2 separate regions of the Capsicum annuum genome follow, and region 1 is linked to region 2. Evidence: chromatin contacts called from public Hi-C data. All regions are on one chromosome and are shown on one strand. Each heading gives the region's core, a stretch centred on a gene start, on an enhancer-like site or on the middle of the called end of the contact. The rest is flanking DNA. Distances are from core to core; before and after follow the strand shown. Region 1 holds the start of LOC107847769 (protein PECTIC ARABINOGALACTAN SYNTHESIS-RELATED). Region 2 holds the start of LOC107847474 (coilin).

The links. Hi-C and Micro-C count contacts between places; a contact is called where the count stands out from the background.
Region 1: a contact with region 2 is called in a Hi-C map of leaf, with 9 times the contacts expected there. The contact joins the promoter of LOC107847769 here to the promoter of LOC107847474 in region 2. A contact is called at or near these places in 2 of 5 Hi-C or Micro-C datasets (leaf and pericarp).

Annotation. Positions count from the first base shown.
Region 1 is chr11:107,542,417-107,545,495 of UCD10Xv1.1, forward strand. LOC107847769 (protein PECTIC ARABINOGALACTAN SYNTHESIS-RELATED) reads left to right here and starts at 1,773. Exons shown (of 11, transcript XM_016692250.2): 1 at 1,773-2,337. The coding sequence starts at 2,008.
Region 2 is chr11:107,414,066-107,417,073 of UCD10Xv1.1, forward strand. LOC107847474 (coilin) reads right to left here and starts at 1,325. Exons shown (of 16, transcript XM_016691745.2): 1 at 907-1,325. The coding sequence starts at 1,098.

The DNA.
Region 1 (3,079 bases), core at 523-3,022, 130 kb after region 2:
TGATCAATTATATTTCTATTTGAATTCTTGTCAGGTTCATATAATGTTAATAAGTCTTATGTTGAAAAGCATAAAAATAATTTGAATTTGCTATAGATATTTGCAATCTTTTTTTGATTCGCTAAAGCACTTTACCTACCAGTGTGTTGTTCTGAAAATTGAAGATACAAACATAAATTTGAGATATTTTAATTGTACATCAAAAATAAATTATTTGAGAAAAGAAAAGTTAAACAAATATGTATAAATTTATATTTCAATGGTTTACAAAGTGCTCAATGTTAATGACATTTTTCATATTCAATGGAATCGAACTCTAAATCGCATAATTTTTTGTACCAAGAATATTGAAGTATACGTGCAATGTACGTTTTCATTGTTTTTCACCTTTTAACTCCAATTATTATTTGATTAACGAAGTCCAAAAATATATGGTAAAAGCAAATATTTAGAGAATTAGTATTGATGAATTTTCTTTTTTCTTTTATGAATAAAAGAGTCCTAAAAAAAAATCTAAAATATATGATAAGAGAATAAGAGAAAATACTGGTGAACAAAGAAGGTTATATGTTTTTCTACATGTAACTTAACTATTACATGAATTGTTTATTTTAAAATTTACCTATATGTAACACTAAATAAAATATTTTGTGCAGTAAAACAAATTTAGGAGTCCTTATTTAATTATTGTATGTCTATAACCAAGTAGTGTTAAAAGTCTTTATAATTTAATTTTTTCTTTAAAAAAATGAAGAAAACAAAAGAATAACTCAAGAAGATTAGAAGGGGACTAACTGTATAGCTTATTTATAGTATTTAATTTCAATGCTTCCATTATTTTATTTTGACTTGACCATCTTTTGGTGCTTTAAGTGTGGCAGTAAAAGACATACAATTTATACTTTTAAACCAGTATATATACTTTCTTCGTTCTTAAATACTTATCAAATTTTATTTGAGATATTATTTAAGTAAAATTTTAATTAGAGAATGATTTAGCTAAATTATTTTTATTTATTAATTATTTTAATTTAATATACTATTTGTCCATTTTGCATCATGTTATTAACTTTTCATATTTATGACGAATGACAAGGATGGAAATAAACAACTAATGGCATCTTAATTTTCTAAAATGACAAGTATATCACTATTCTTTTAGTTGTCATGATAAGGCTACGCACAATTATTAAGAAGCATTAGTTAGGAGTGTAATTTAATATATAAACCTTTTATTAATCTTTAATTATTTATGTGTCTATTAATTCTAGATTAATTAATGCTAAAGATAAAATTAAAAATAAATAATTAATTCTCTCTTGATTTTTAAAATTATTAGTATTTTGACTATTTTTCAGTATACATTGCAACTAAAACAGAATAAGAAGAGTATTGCGAAATGTGAACCTTTTGTTTAGCATGGAAGACAATATTTATGAGCGGAAGGAGTATTAAACAACATGAAGATCATTAACAAATATTAATTGACAAAAAGGTAATTATTCTTTTTTATTCATATTGTAGTTTATGTTATACTTTTTCTTAAAAAGATATGCACATAACAATTTAATTTTTATATGTATTTATTATTATTAATGTTATATGCACGTAAATTAAACTAGTTGAATGAAATCCTCATATTCTTTTTTGAGGTTGAAAAGAACAATACAAAGAGAACTTTTCTGCAACATTTCCATATTAAAGGGGTTAGCTCTCACATTTTAAAACATGAGGGGCTATAAGTAAAACATTTACCCGTCAAATTGTACTCTTTCTAAGAAGGTAAGTCAAGAGATCACCGATCCGGAAACTAAACACACTTTCTCTCTCTCTCTCTCTCTCTCACACACACACACACACACAGACACACACAGACACACACAGAGTGACTGAACAGAAATAGCCGTTGCCGGAACCGAAATTCTAGAACATTCTCAGTTACTCTTTCAACGTTAACTTTTCGCCGGTTCCCGGCGAATCAAACTGGCGTTCAGTCCGAGACGAGCAATGGCGGAGCTACGCCACTCAAGCTCGATCGGAAACCGAGTAACAGCTTCACCTAGAAAGCGAGACGCCGACGGTTCGTCATCTCCTTTGGTTCCTGATAGTGTTATTTCTAACGTTGACGGTGACGATGACGATGCCGGTTATCGTGGCCGGTATCATCGAGATCGAGTTCGTTCGTTTTTCTCTTCGCATCTTCAACCTCTTTTCCCCTTCTTATTCCCTGATGAATCGAGGTTGTCTCATCCTTACAAGCTCAAGATCTCGCTTTTTCTGCTTGTTGTTATTATACTTTCATTAGTCGTCGCGATTTCCTCCGTTGTTCATCGTTTGGTAAGAATTAATCGTTTTATCCTCTCAAAATGTATATTACATCTCAATTTGTTCGCTGGTAGTTTTTTCTCTCTCTAGTTTATCTACGATTCTGCAGTTCTAATTACTTTCTTCGTTTTGCTTGTATGATTTTGAGTTGGCACGGACTTTAAGAAAGTTAAAGAAGATTTTTGAATCTATTGAGTCAAGGCGGATTCTTTAAGTGTTTGGTGTAGGCATCTATGTACCAAAATGCCTTTTAACCTTGTGGTCTGAAACATGTCATGTGGAAAGTTTTTTAACCTTGTGGTCTGAAACATGTCATGTGGAAAGTTTGAAATTAAAGAGTTGTTAGAAAGGAAAGTGACAAAAGTTAGAAAAACAAATTGAAATAGGAGGGAGTAGTTTGAAGATGGTATCAACTAGTTGAGATTAAAGCTTAGATGTTTCTGGTATGCTCTCAAGGTTGGGGTAGGAAAAAGTGTGGGGTTTTGGGGAAGGTGTATTTTAGGTGAACACGTGATTTGCCTTGAATGATAAATTATCTGCCAAGGATGGAATGAATGAGTCTGAGTAGAAGGGAACGAAACATAGGATTCTTATAGCTACTTCAACTAGTTGAGTGATTGGTCAATTTGAAGCGACTAGAAGTAATTTAGAAAATGCTTTTGATAACTTTGGTCAAGTCAGGACCTTGACTTCTGTATAATGCTTACTAGAGAAGATGTGCATCCACTAGAGATAAATACAGGAAGTCCTTTTG
Region 2 (3,008 bases), core at 75-2,574:
GAGAGGAAGGGAGTTACAGAGACACCCACAACATAGAATCCGAAAATAATAAGCTAGAAGCAATGATTGAAGGAGACAAAAGTGGTAATCAACAGGAGAAAAACAATCTCCACAATGGAAGAAAACCCACAAAATTAATAATCTAGAAAGCAACATTTTGAAAATAAATGTTACCTTGTTCAAAAAAAAAACATTTTGAAACAAACTCAAGCAGTAAGCAACAGAAATTTTTTCAAGAACGGAACAAAACATTAACTAGACCCAACTTTAAAAAAAAAAAAAAATACTTAAAACACATGCAGGGATAGTATAAAAGAGAGGAAGAGAGTTGGAGAGACACCCACAACATGGAACCCGACAATGATAAGTTAGAAGCCACAATTGAAAGAAACTAAAAGGGGTAATCAACAGGAGAAAAACAAAGGCCAGAATGCAAGAAAACCCACAAAATTAATAAGCTAGAAAGCAACAATTGAAGCAAATTAAAGCAGCAAACAACAGAAAATTTTTCAAGAATGGAAGAAAACATAAAAAAGATGAGCTATAGGCCACACTATCGCAAACAGAAAACAGTAAACAACTCAAAAATGGAAGGAAACATAAAAAATATTCAAATTTTTTTTCTAACTTAAAGCACCTGCAGAGATAATAAAAAAGACAAGGAGGGAGTTACAGAGACATCCACAACATGGAATCCAAAAATGATAAGCCAGAAGCAACAATTGAAATGCAATGCTCAAAGAAGAAACCCCACAACATCAGATACAAAATTGATAAGATAGAAGCAACAATGAAAGAAAACTAAAAATCAGCAAACAACAGAAAATTTTCAAGAATGGAAACAAAACATAAAAAAGATACAATTTATAAAACGTAAGACTTGCAGAAATAGGAAAAGGAGGTTACAAAGAGGAGGATTCCGTGAGGACAAGAATGATGAAGGTGAAAAGTGTGAAGAAGATAAGAAGAAAGATCAGAAACAGTTTTATGCTGTTGGGGTTTCAGAAGAAGCCAAGTTTGTCCAAAACCCTCAGATTTCTGTAAGTCACTCAGAATGTCAGGGTCTTTGAACGACAATCGAAGCCTAACGCCCTCCATTGCTCATTAAATACGAAGAATCCGGTTTTGGGGTGCTTTGCAGATGAAGAAGTAACACCCTTTCACTTCCCTTTTTAAGTAGCTAAACCCTGGTAGCTTCCGGCATAAACCTCACTAATTTGCCCAACCTCTGTTTCACCTTTTCTTTCCTTTGTCCCAACTACCAAGGTGGGGTGGCTCTTTGGAGTAGTATTTTTCGTATCCCTTTGGCCATGACAATTTCTTCATTTTTTTTTATAAAAGAAGATTGTTTCGTCTCAAATAGAACTTAAATTTGACGTGGGAAAAGACATCGTTTTCATCTTAAGCTATATAAAAAAATTTTAAGTCATATCTATACTATCTAAATGACATATTACACATTTAAATTATTTAAAAATGATATTTTTTATTCATAAATCTGACGTGAAAAAAATATAATTATTTAAATTAAAAAAGGTGTGTCTAAATAAAAAAATAATTAAAAATTAAAAATTTCCCTCCCCCACCCCCAAATATCTTCTTTTTCATCACCCCTATCCCAAACATCTTCTTCTTCATCACCCCATCCCAAAAATCCAACCTCACCCCAACCAACACATCTTCTTCATCACCCTCACCCACAAATAAGCAATTTCTTCACACCCCATCCCCATCTTCATCGAAATATCTTCTTCTTCGTCACCCCCACACTAACCAACACATCTTTTTCATCACCCCCACCTCCCCAAATAAGCAATTTCTTCACACCTCATCCTCCACCTTCATTAAATCAATGTCAATTTCACCATGAACAAAATCAAATTGAATTTGCTATTTAAACGGGCAAATTTTGAAAATTTTTATCACACTTCATCAAATACTTGACGAAAATGCCTTCTAATCCTACTGAATTTTGTATAATTGATTTCTAAAATTATCTACTGAATAATAAATTATGTCACTGGGAGCATTTTGATTTTCAATGCCTTTCCAATCCCACTGAGAGCATTTTGATTTTCAATTTTCAACTTTTTGCTTCTCTCTTGAATTTTTTTCTTTATTTACTAACTTCTTTGGTGTTCACCTGTGCCAATTGATCTTTTTGGCTTTGATTTTCTTGTTTTAATCCCTACTTTTCTCTTTTGTGAGTGTGTGTTGTTAATTCATCCAAAAAATGGAGGTTTTGGTGTGTGCATATGTTTAAAAAGAAAAAAGAAAAATTATGAAAATATTAATTTTTTTATTTTTTTCATATTATGTTCACGTGGCAGGCGCATGTGCAACACCACAGCACATGCAAGTGGTATAATGCTTTACAAGGTGTAAAAAATATCACTTTTATATAGTTTAGGTGTGTAATGGATCACTTAGATAGTTTAGATGTGACTTTGACTTTTCTTATATAGTTTAGGGTGGAACGATGTCTTTTCCCATTTGATGTTTGATCATGATAATTTGAAAAAGTAAGAAAGAAAAAAAGAAAAAAGAAAAATATATATATATATATTCATTTTTTTTTTTATTTTTTTCTCTCACAAAAATGCAAAAACAACTGCAATTATATTCATGAATAAACACAATTTTAACTTCAATTTCAACTTCAACTTCAAAAAAAAAAAAAATTCATGGTTAAACGCCACTTGAAATTTTAAGAATATGTTTGAAATATTTTTTTTTTTAAAAAAGTCCAAGATGACCATTTATTGAAAAACAAAAAAATCTGTACAAACCAAAAAGGGTTCAGGCCAATAATGGCTTACACCCAAAATTAAAATTAGAAAAAATTAACTATATAAAATTATGAGATTAGTTATTACAAGTTATAGAAAAACTTTTAAGTTTTCAAGTTACAGCAACTTTCATTTTAAAAAAAATAGTATAAAAAACCTCTTTTTGTTTTGTTAAAAATACAAAAAAGAGACTAGTGAAAAGAGAAAATTAAGATTTAA